3 separate regions of the Mus musculus genome follow, and all the other regions are linked to region 3. A link is a contact called in public promoter capture Hi-C data. All regions are on one chromosome and are shown on one strand. The core of a region is the stretch at or near the end of the contact, and the rest is flanking DNA. Distances in the headings are between cores, read along the strand shown.

Region 1 (3,642 bases), core at 652-3,151, 110 kb before region 3:
GGATCTCCAAAAATGTACAAAACAGCTCCATGTCTCTGGCCAGTGACTCCTCGACTGTCTAACATGGAATTGGCTATTTCCCTTCTTAAACCCCCTTTCTCCCCCTTTTCTTAATCCTACTAGTCACAGACTGCCTCATAAACCTCTTGCCTAGATTTCTTCAACAACAGACACAAAGATTTTTTTAATCAGACTTTTAATCAGTTGCTATTACAGGATTACCAACCCCTAGATACTGAGCCAGAAGCCTGGGACTCCTGATTATATGCTGATAGTGAAGGTCAAGTTCACTTAAAGGACTTTGAAACCCCCATTCAGCAGGAAGCAGTCTAATGATAACATCAACCCCCTTTCCTGGCCCCTGATTACTTATCAATAATAATCGGGGGTGGGATGGGGGGTATAAGCCCTTTGAGGCATGTTAGTGGCCAGGTCCTGCCCCTGTGTACCTCCAAACACCAAGTTCTACCCACAGAACACTCTGCCCTAACAGCCAGCCCTTGCCCACACCCTTCAGAGTAAAAAGCCCTCTGAAGAATAACCAGTACAGATTTAACTAGCTCTTCTTTTTTTCCTCTTAAAACTGGTTTTTCTTAGGTTTCACATGATTGTTATGGGTATTCAGGCTGTTTCCTATCGTAAAAACTTTGTGATGGTTGCTTACATTTTTCTCTTTCTCTAATTTTGACTTTAAAAACTCCTCATTGATTTTATTTTTGCTGATGTTATCTTAACTGTGATTTAGAAAAGGACCAATACTCAATACCTGCTCAAACGACCATGTTTCCTGGATTAAGTATTGAATGCTACTTCTAGCTTTAAGTATGACTGTTACTTTATTTTAGAACATTTAAAATTCTGTTTCCTGTGTCTTAAACATCTTAGCTTTGACAATTTTAAAACCCATCATTCTGACACTCTTTAAAAAACAGCCAGTAATGCTGGGTGTGGTGGTGCACGCCTTTAATCCCAGCACTCTGGAGGCAGAGGCAGGTGGATTTCTGAGTTCGAGGACAGCCTGGTCTACAAAGGGAGTTCCAGGACAGCCAGGGCTATACAGAGAAACCCTGTCTTGAAAAACCAAAAAAAAAAACAAAACAAAAACAAAAACAAAAAAACCAAAAAACAAACAAACAAACAAACAGTCAGTAAGTTGGGCGGTGGTGGTGCATACCTTTAAACCCAGCACTTGGGAGGCAGAGGCAGGCGGATCTCTTGAGTTCAAGGGTGGCCTGGTCTACAGAATGAGTTCCAGGACAGCTAGGGCTACACAGAGAAACCCTGTCTTGCAAAAAACAAAGAAATGGACAAAAACAAACAAAACAGCTAGTAAGTGAAATTATTGGCTAAATGAAAATTTTAAGCAGCTGTGATATGCAGTAAGCCCTGGGCAAGCATTTGACTGGAAGGGACACAGATGAAAACAAACAGTGCCTCTTTGTACACACAGCTAGCACTATGAATTCTGACTTTTAGAGAAAGCAGCAAAAATGCTTCCTTCCATTAACAACAGCTGATTTATGAGATGGCTATCAAAAGAAGCTTTAGTAATGAATTAAAAGAAACTTATCTCTAAGATCGGTGGATTATTCTCTTATCCAGTTATATTAACTGTTAAACACTGTAAAGTCATTTGTTATTAATAAAACTTACAATATAAGCATTTCACATTATTGTAAAAAATTAGTACAGATTGAAGGTTATTTTCATTATAAGCTATTTTTTCTTTCCTTAGGATATCCTTTCTGCTGTGGGTGTGTGCTGATTTGAGTAAGAGATGTCCCCCACTGGCTTGTGGATCACACTTGGCCCCCACTGTTTGGGAAAGGTTACAGAACCTTAGGCAGGTGGAGCCTTGTTACAGGAAGTATGTCACTGGGGCAGACTTTCAGCCTTGTTTCACTTCCTGTTCTATTTCTCTGCTTCCTGTGTGTTGAATACAAACATGGCCACCCAGCTTCCTGCTCTGCCGCACACTTTCTCTACTGGCTATCATGCCTTTCCAGCTGTGATGGCCTCTGGACCATAAGCTAGAATACACCCTTTCTTTCTAAAGTTGTCTTTTTGTTATAGTATTTTATCACAGCAGCAGAAAACAAACACAGGGTAGAAATGAAAAAGGTAAGTACCAACTCCCGGTGCGTTCAGACTGATAGCTTAGACAACTATGCTGTCTGTCATTCAGTAGTGAGCAGCCAAAAACCAATCATTAGTACCTTGTGGAAATAGTAACAGTTTTCAGTAGCGTAAAATTATGATTCCATACTATTCTTATTAATTTTTTTTACCAAATACATTTTAGAAAAGATGATATAGGAAAAATAATGCAAAGGCAGATTTTTCTTAGAAGAAACAAACTCTTCATGAGAAATGATGCTATTTCTATTAATAATGACAAAAGTGTTGTATTCCCTAAACTTAAGTTGAAAGTGATATAAATAAAATGGAAATAAAGCCATTTATATTAATATTCAAAATATAATAATTCAGAAGTAAATAAAGTTTGATTTTGTTATAGTATGTACTTACTTGCCTTATTAGTAGTACCTCTGTAGACAGGAGACTTGGTAATAAAGATTTTAAAAGTAGTTTTTTACTTTTTACAACAGAATGACATTTTTAAGTTTCCATTTTCATATTTCTTTAAAAGATTTAATTTTTTGAGTAAAAAATTCATTTATGAAATTCTTGCAATTTCTTTCAAAAACATTTCTTCATACATGTTTTCAGATTTTTTATTAGATATTTTCTTTATTTAAATTTCAAATGTTATCCCCTTTCCTGGTTTCCCCTCTTAAAACCCCCTACCTGCCCCCTCCCACTGTTCACTAGCTCACCCACTCCTGCTTCCTGGCCCTGCCATTCCCCTACACTGGGGCATAGAACCTTCACAGATTAAAAAATATCTGGGTGAATCTAGAGAATTTTTAGAAAAATACAAATGTATTATGTTTGAACTGGTACAAACTGCTGATCTGTATACAAAGGAAAAGTTCCAAGGGGAATCCTGCTAAAATGTGATCTAAGCATGCTCAGTAGGTGGTATGACCCGACAGTGAGCCAGCAATAATTCTCCCAGGCACATGAGCAGTAAGGAAAGTGAAGAAGGCTCATCCTAGTATTTATAATGGTAAAAATGGGAACACCCAAAAATGTCCTCCAACAATAGACTGCATTATTAAATTCTAGACTAGTGTTACAGTACAGCCTCAGCCTCACAATAAATGAACAGAATCCGAACTATTAACATCTGCCTGTGGGCACCCAGACTCCTTTCTTACAACTGAGGGAGTATAGGAATAGGATTAAAAGTACCAATTCGAGAGTCCAACTATTCTGTTACTTTTTGACCCTGTACTTTTAATCTTGGATCAAATACTTGTACTTAGCCAAGAAGTGTTAGAAGAAACATTTAATATTTTTAAATGACTTAAAAGAGCATATGGCACATGATAAACATGATTAAGCAGACCTTAACCAACTGAGTTTTAACCCTTCTACTTGGCAGCCACCTTCCAATAACTGATATAAACCATCTTATTTTCCATAAAGAGCTGTGTGTGCCTACTTTATGTTGTCTGTGTTAGTGAATGTGAATGGGTGGAGGGAGGGGTGTGTACATCCCGGGAAGGCCAGAGAAGA
Region 2 (4,036 bases), core at 696-3,195, 81 kb before region 3:
CAGATTATATTTGTGGAGGCTAACATGAAAATTCTTTTTCAATTACCTCTGGAATGTGAGGGCAATCTGGGTGCAACATCTGTCACCCCACTGATCGCCAGGGCTGATTCATCTGATCTGACTGTCTAGGCAGGTATGCCCTCCTGAAGCTGCACAATTGGCCAGTCCTCAGTTGATGGAAGGGACAACCTTCCCCAATAGAAGAGAACTTGTCTTTGGTTGAGGGCATATGAGTAGCTGCGCTCCCCTGATAGAACCTCCAAACAAGCTCTCAATTACCCTCTGATTTTTTTGAGGCAGAGTCTCTCACTGAACCTAGAAGCACATGATTTGCCTAAATTGCCTGCGCAGCAGGTCCCAGGCATGCTTCTCCCTCCACTGTCCAGCACTGGGACTATAACACCCAATCTTTCAAATAGATGCTAGGGATCCAAATTCAAGTCCTTATGTTTACATAGAAAGCACTTACTGGCCAGGTGTGGTGGCGCACGCCTTTAATCCCAGCACTCGGGAGGCACAGGCAGGCGGATTTCTGAGTTCGAGGCCAGCCTGGTCTACAAAGTGAGTTCCAGGATAGCCAGGGCTACACAGAGAAACCCTGTCTCGGAAAAAAAAACTAAAAAAAAAAAAGCACTTACTGACTTTTAGCCATCTCCTACAATCCCCATTTTGTTCATTTTGAAATTGGCTGTTTCTTTATTATAGAGGTTTGAGAGTTCTTTGCATGAGTTTGATACAAGTCCTTACTAGGTATGTCATTTGAAAATACTTTTCAGTCTGAAGATGGTACTTTCATTCTCAAAATGGTGTCTTTTGTAGCAAAAGCTTTTAATTTTTATGAAGCTCAATCTGCCACTCTTCTTTAACAGACCACACTGCTGGTTTCTTGTCTAAGAACTCTGTCCTACCCTTAAGCTATGAAGGTTTGTTTTCTACCTAAAGCTTTATGAATTCACAATTTACATTTTTAGACATAGAATGTCCTTGGAGTTAATGCTTTTGTAAGGTACGAGTACAACCACAGTCCATTTTCCTCATTAACAACAAAGGGTTTATTCACCTAGAAAAGCTAAGCCAAGGTCAAGAAACAGGGTGATCTCTATATTAAAGAAGATGACTTAGAGAACTGTGGGGGAGGGGAGATATATTAGCATTTTCTTTAAAGAGTGATTTTTCCCTTGAAATGCTACTTTGTTGAGGTAATAATTTCAAAATGCCATGATCAGAAAAAAAGCAAATTAAATATTTTCTGAACATCTGTCATATTCTTTGGCTAGGGCTGTATATTCAACCCATATGTTCCTATGTAAAAATTTTTACAATAAGTAACTTGTTGGCATTATTTCTGCTTTACAGAGAAAAACACTGAGCATACACAGCTCAAATGGTTTTATTTTCTTCTTTAGTCATATTTTCCTAATTTGTCTTTAAAATATTCTCATTATGAAAGAATGAAACCATTTCTGGAAAATCTCCACATAGGTGAGAAAATTAGTAAATCCTGCTACCAAGCTGCTGCAAATACATGACTGATCCGGGAAGGGTCTGCGAGCAGCAGCAGCAGCAGCAACAGGAAAGTGGTCCAGAACACAGCTATGAACACAGCTGAAGCAGATGGAAAACACAGAGCTTTAGCAAAGAAACAGAACATAGTTACAAATGGATATTTCAGAAGTAAAAATACAATATTCAAAATTAAGCTTACAGGATTAACTTATTAGCAAATGAAGATTCGTGAAGAATGAAAAGTGAACTTGAAGACAAATCAATAGAAACAATCAAATCTGAAAAGACACATAATCATGGGAGCCACAGGAAGTGAAGAACAATTAGAGAAATACATCATTTTTTTGTCTTCAAAGTTCCAAAAGGAGAAGAAAGAGAACGGGCCATGTTTCCCACCTGCTTCCCTTTACAAAACTGGACTATATCCTCCCCACACCCCACTGTGCTGAGTCATTCTCTACTGTTTTTCCTGCCTGCCTCCCTTTACAAAAGTGCCCCCTCCCCTGCTGTGCTACATCATTCTCTTCATTTCCATATTACATATTCTGTGTAATCCATAACTGTAAGTTCCAGGGCTCTTCTAACTGCAGTGAGCTCAGTGCTCCTCAGACGAAAGGAGCATGACCGAGCGCCAGAGCTCCGCTGCCTCTCGGGCTTCCCAGGCTCCCTGAAGGAAGGACCGACCAGGTCTCACACCAATCTGTTTCTCGTTCTTCATAAGACTCAATTACCAACTTGCAAAACACAAGAAAATCAAGAAGAGGGAAGACCGATGGGTAGATACTTCATTCCTCCTTAGAATAGGGAACAAAATACCCATGAAAGGAGTTACAGAGACAAAGTTTGGAGCTAAGACGAAAGGATGGACTATCCAGAGACCACCCCACCCGGGGCTCCATCCCATAATCAGCCACCAAACCCAGACACTATTGCATATGCCAGCAAGATTTTGATGAAGGGACCCTGTTATAGCTGTCTTGTATGAGGCTATGCCAGTGCCTGGCAAATACAGAAGTGGATGCTCACGGTCAGCTATTGGATGGAACACAGGGCCCCCAATGGAGAAGCTAGAATAAGCTCCCAAGGAGCTGAAGGAGTCTGCAGCCCTATAGGTGGAACAACAATATGAACTAACCAGTACCCCTAGAGCTCGTGTCTCTAGCTGCATATGTAGCAGAATATGACCTAGTCGGCCATCACTGGGAAGAGAGGCCCCTTGGTATTGCAAACTTTATATACCCCAATACAGGGGAACGCCAGGGCCAAGAAGCGAGAGTGGGTGGGTAGGGGTGGAGGGAGGGTATGGGGAACTTTTGGGATAGCATTTGAAATGTATATAAAGAAAATATCTAGTAAAAAATAAATAAATAAAAAGTAAAAACAAAAAAAAGACTCAATTACCTGAAGTTACATATTTTACATTCTTTATCTGTCTCTTCCACTAAAAAGTCAGTTCTATGAAAGCCTGGACTTTATAGATTCTGGCCTCTCTTACATGATTTATGCTTACTTTCATATTTGGTAATGGATAACTGAAAACTACTTCCTTGGGAATTCAGTTCTTAAAATGAAAATTTGGAAGAAGTGTGATTTCACACACCATTTTAATGTTATCTAAGTAATTATTACACAATAAACATACCCAATTTAAATGTACAGAACAAAGAGTTGTAACCATAAAAAATCACCCATGTGATTGCTACCATGAACATTCCCATTAGCTCACCAAAATTCATCTTCATGATTCTTCATAATCTAGCAAGTTCTGCTTCAACATATAAAAAAATAAGTCCAGAATGACTTTAATGAGAAATGATTTGGTTAATGACAGAAGTTTTATTCTATATGTACCAATTTTAAAAGTATATGTGTGTGAATATACAAACACACACACACACACATATACATACACACACACACACACATTTAGTGAGATTAAAAAAAAAGATCATCTTCCTCCCTGTTCTCCAGGGAAGGAGGGAAGGAGGGAGTTGGGGGGCAGGGAGGGAGGGAGAGAGGGAGTGTGTGTGTGTGTGTGTGTGTGTTGAGGGTGGTGCATATGCACTGTGTTCAACCGTGTTCATCTGAATTCAGGCCAGAAGTCAATATTGGGTATCTTCATGGATCTCTTTGCCTCAGCTTTTCAGACAGGGTTTCTTCCTGGAGAAGTCTCAGCTGGCGCTCACAGACGAGGAGCTAGCTCCAAGTATCTTCCTATCTCTTCCACTGCTCCCTGAAGCTGAGAGGCTATGGATGTTTGCCACTGTGCCAGGCTTTTATGTGGGGCATCTGAATTCAGGACCCCATGCCTGTAAGGTAGGCACCTAACTAACCATCTCCCCAGACCTGAAAGTGCCTTCTTACTCATTACTCAAGTTATGGCTTGTGCATCTTCTCTGCAGAGTGCTAACTGTTCTCTTCTCTGGTCTATCTTCAAATAATCATTACATTTATCAAATGTAGTACGTTCCTGTGACATACTACAACTACTTTCATCTCAAAATCTGATACCCAGTTTATAAACAATCAT
Region 3 (3,776 bases), core at 903-3,402:
TCGAGCTCCTTAAGTCTGAATAAGAAATGGAAAGAAAACAGGACAGACTTTAGGTCACAGAACCAACTTGGCCCTTTCCACAGAGTACAAGAGATTAAGTAGAAACACTTCCATTTTACCTACTTTATGACAAATTACTCGAGGAATGCCTATTTATGAAACTGAATCAAATCCCATGGCTACCTTTAACCCAAAACTATTTCTAGCTCGGGAGCCAAAGACCCAAGCAAATACGCAAATACGTTCTTTTCACCTTATTCCCAACATGAAGAAATCCGACCCCACTCCTGCTACATCACAGCTTCTGTGAAGCTAGATGAGGCCCCTTTGGCCGACTCTTTTTTTTTTTTTTTTCTTCAAGACTAACCTCCAACCAATTCCATGCGAGGAAGCAAACCTCAAACAAATTTAACCCTTGAAATCCACCCCTACGACTTTACTACATAGTCTGGGCTTCACTGCAGGACTGCCATGCAGACACTTAAAAGATTTCTTCATGAAGTAAAAGCATTATGCTTCACAAATCATCACCATCATTTCTCTTGTCAATCATCGGGTGCTGGGACAGCGATTCACCTACGAACTCTTTACTCGCCAACATCACACTTCACATTTAAAAACTTAACTGTTTGGAAAGAGAAAAAAGAGAAGTCACCTTCTCCACAAGGACACCTGCCTCGCCTCTTCAGTGTCTCTATAAGGATAGAGGAGCCAGAAAGGCTAACGTACTCCCCAGCTTAAAGTTTCTCTCCCTACCAAACTCTTCAGCCACAGCACCTGGGCTTGTCCTTGTCACACACAGTCAATCCCTCCGTCTTCCTCTAACAACGTCACACTACAGGGTGTCTGGCCCATGGGAGTGACTGCTTTTTGTTTTGTTTTGTTTTGTTTTAATGTATATACAAATAAAATTAAACGAGCCACCGCAGAGGTGTGGTAAGGACCGAGGACCCCGGTGTCCAGTTTCTCCGAGTCTCTTCCAAGCGACTATGGAGAGCTCAAGTTCCATCACTGACCATTAACCAGCCCTACCTACAATCGTTGGACCAACGTGTGCTGCTTGTCTTTCTAGGTCCTTTCAGCAGAACCTTCCAAAGGGACCAAATTCCAGCCGCAAGAGGAAAATCTCCTTTATCCGCCCATTCCTACCTCCGAAATCCTGGTCCCAAAGGGAGAAAGGCAAGTGCAGCCAGGCTAGGCAAAGGGGCCGTCGAAAGCTGCACCCACAGAAAGGCATGCCTAGGTCGCCCCCATTTCGCTGTCCCAGTGAACAAGATTCAGAGAGGCTGACAGGCTGGCCAAGGTCACCGTGCTTGCTCGTCGGGGCCGAGGGGCGCCCGCGCCTACTTCCGGCTCCCCCTTTCGGCGGCGGCTCCGGGCGCCCGCTCCCCACCCGGCCCCGGGCCGCGCGCCCTCCGCGGATGCTCGCACTCCACTAACTAGGGCAACTGGAGTGCGCCGCAGGGACGGCGCTCTGCAGCGCGCCGCTCGCCCCGAGCAGCCCCCAGCTGGTGCCGTGACAGCTGCGACCTCCGCCCCCTGCAGCCGCGCCAGGCTAGCGAGGGAACTCGAGAAAAGTGGCAGCGGGAGATGGGTCCCAGAGCAAGCAAAGCCAGGACGGAGGGCGCCGGCTGCTCCCCGCCCCCTAGGGCCGCCGCGGCCGCGCGGCTCGTGACAGCTGCACCCACCGCGAGGCTCCCGCCGCCACCGCCGCCACCGCCGCCACCGCCGCCGCCACTCACCTGCCTCCGCCGCCGCCGCCTCTGGGCCGCGCTCCCCGGCGCCGCGCTCACTCGCGACTGTGGCGGCGCCGCCGCGGACTCCGCCGCTCCTCCGGCCCGGCGCCCGTCCCCGGGGCCCAGGCGGCCCGCCGCCGCCGCCGCCGCCTCGGCTCTCCGGCCCCCCTCCTCCGGAGCAGGAGTCCCCCCACTTCAGGGGGATGCAGAACCACCCCGGCACAAGCTGTGCTTGAGGGAACAGCAGCGAACTGCAGCCGAAGGGCTTGAGGCCGCGCTCCGACCGACGGACGACAGGACGAGGTGAATCGCGTCAGTCTCCCGCTCGCCCGGCCTGAAGAACAGGCATTTCAGCCGCTCTCCGCGGCCGCCATGTTCTCCTCCTCCACGGCTGCCGCCGCCGCCGCCGCCGCCGCTGCCGCCGCTGCCACCGCCGCCGCCGCCCCCCCGCTCGCGGCCCCGCCCCCGTGCCCCGCCCGCAGCGCCCCGCCCTCGAGCCCCGCCCCACCCACTCGCGGCTCCGCCCTCACCCCTGCCCCCTCCGCGGACAGGCCCAGAGCCCCGCTGCCCTCTGGCTCCGACGGCGCGCCCCGGGCAGCGCGACCCCTCCAGCCCCGCGCAGCGTGAAGCCGCCCCGCGCCCTCTGCCGGCCGCAGGCACGCCGGGGCCCGAAGTCTTAAGGAAGTGTGAGAAAGGAGGCCCGAACTCTTTCCGCACGGACCCTCCCCACGGGGCAGTTCTCTCTGCTGCCAGGAAGCCTCGAACCCCAGAGTGTCCCTTAGCGTCCCTGAGCGGGCTGTGGGACCTATGGCCTCTAGATGTTCTTTATAGTTTAGGGAAAGTTGGGGAGCAACCTGAAGGCCCTGGGGATCCCAGAGGAATCTGACCTGGGCCTGTTTCCACTCGCGAGTTGTTTTACTTTGAGTAAGAGACATCCCTCGGGCCTCGTTTTTGTTGTTGGTGTTGTGTTCTGTAAGATTTGAGAGGTGGTTTGCCTAGATGATTTCACAGACTATTAGACAACGGAAAAGAAAGATCATCTGCCCCCTTTCTTTTTGCAGATGAAAAGATCTGACTGACAGTGTCTGGCTCTACAATTGCATGAATTGACTAAAATGTCTGTCATTCACAGATCTTTTCCCTCTAGGGGGGACCCACATCTTTTTTTTTTTTAACCTCCTTTTTTTTCTTCTATAATGGAAATGCTACTTTCAAAAGTAGTGTTCCTTGTCACCGGAGGAATCAAGCAGCCACAGGACAGCTCCTTGAGCCTTGATCACTTTATCTGGAAAGCAGCTCTTATCCCAAGACCTGCAATGTACCACTCACTGTTCTCTCTGGCCGTGGAAGTGCTGTGCGGTCATCTTTGTTTCCCTGAGTTCTTGTCCTCATTTAGCTGACTTGTGATGCTGTTTTCTGCTGTTTCCCATCCTGCATTGGATGCCCCAAAGCAGCCTGTGAAAATCCTTAAGTCCTCCATGTCCCTTCCCTAAGTCAAACCTGACATCTCGCTGGCCCTCTCTGAGACAGCCTGTGACTTCTTTCACAAAGCAGGTACCTTCACCCTACTACTGCTGAGTGCCCTGTGCTGCCTTCATCTTCCTGTCTTGGTCATAGTTATAAAGCAGCCAGCAGACCATACTCAGCCTTCCTTTATGCAGTCATCCTTCCATCCCTGTGTTCATTCCGTTGATTCTTATCAAAGTCAGTACCCTAGTGCATTTGATTAGCTCCTGTCCTCACCTTCTTTACAGTACCACCTGCACAATCCACAGCCTTATTAATAGCTGAAGTGCTTGAAGGTCTCTATCTCTACTTAGTTTACTCCTGTGGAGTCTGTTTCCTGGTCTAATACCATCTACCCTGTGCAAAGTGCATTGTCCGGCCCTCTGGTGCTTACAAATGAGCCAAGTATAGGCAGTCCTCCTGTCTCTACTAGACTTCAGGAACTGCTGATGTGTAACTGTGGTGGGCACATCAACTTTATCTTGGTTTTTCTAACTGGATGTTTCTAGCCCCTCCTTTCTTACTCTCCCCTCT

The links. Promoter capture Hi-C pulls out the DNA fragments that hold promoters and counts their contacts.
Region 1: a contact with region 3 is called in a promoter capture Hi-C map of pre-B cells, with 2.4 times the contacts expected there. The contact joins the enhancer-like site here to the promoter of Ncoa1 in region 3. A contact is called at or near these places in 6 of 39 promoter capture datasets (the 3T3-L1 cell line, the HPC-7 cell line, hippocampal neurons and 3 more), 1 of 15 datasets of contacts at CTCF or cohesin (pro-B cells), 6 of 484 Hi-C or Micro-C datasets (bone marrow-derived macrophages, brain, embryonic stem cells and 1 more) and 3 of 9 other capture datasets (adipose tissue, liver and pancreatic islet).
Region 2: a promoter capture Hi-C map of stem cell-derived epiblast-like cells shows a contact between it and region 3, with 2.6 times the contacts expected there. The contact joins the enhancer-like site here to the promoter of Ncoa1 in region 3. A contact is called at or near these places in 10 of 39 promoter capture datasets (the 3T3-L1 cell line, 3T3-L1-derived adipocytes, the HPC-7 cell line and 5 more), 8 of 484 Hi-C or Micro-C datasets (brown adipocytes, cerebral cortex, cortical neurons and 4 more), 2 of 115 datasets of contacts at active chromatin or transcription factors (embryonic stem cells and heart atrium) and 2 of 9 other capture datasets (adipose tissue and liver).

The regions. Positions count from the first base shown.
Region 1 is chr12:4,364,235-4,367,876 of GRCm38.p6, forward strand. All of the region lies in intron 2 of Ncoa1 (nuclear receptor coactivator 1), which reads right to left. Among named protein-coding and RNA genes, the nearest start is that of Gm51963, 94 kb to the right of the region's middle. Within about 2 kb of position 1,902, at least 27 of the 459 cell types and tissues checked have an H3K27ac peak or open chromatin away from gene starts, as enhancers often do. A contact at or near this core is called in neutrophils, pre-B cells and pro-B cells, where this site is marked.
Region 2 is chr12:4,394,431-4,398,466 of GRCm38.p6, forward strand. The region is part of intron 2 of Ncoa1 (nuclear receptor coactivator 1); the gene reads right to left. Among named protein-coding and RNA genes, the nearest start is that of Gm51963, 63 kb to the right of the region's middle. Within about 2 kb of position 1,946, at least 10 of the 459 cell types and tissues checked have an H3K27ac peak or open chromatin away from gene starts, as enhancers often do. A contact at or near this core is called in stem cell-derived epiblast-like cells, where this site is marked.
Region 3 is chr12:4,475,030-4,478,805 of GRCm38.p6, forward strand. It overlaps Ncoa1 (nuclear receptor coactivator 1), which reads right to left and starts at 2,153. Exons shown (of 23, transcript NM_010881.2): 1 at 1,743-2,153.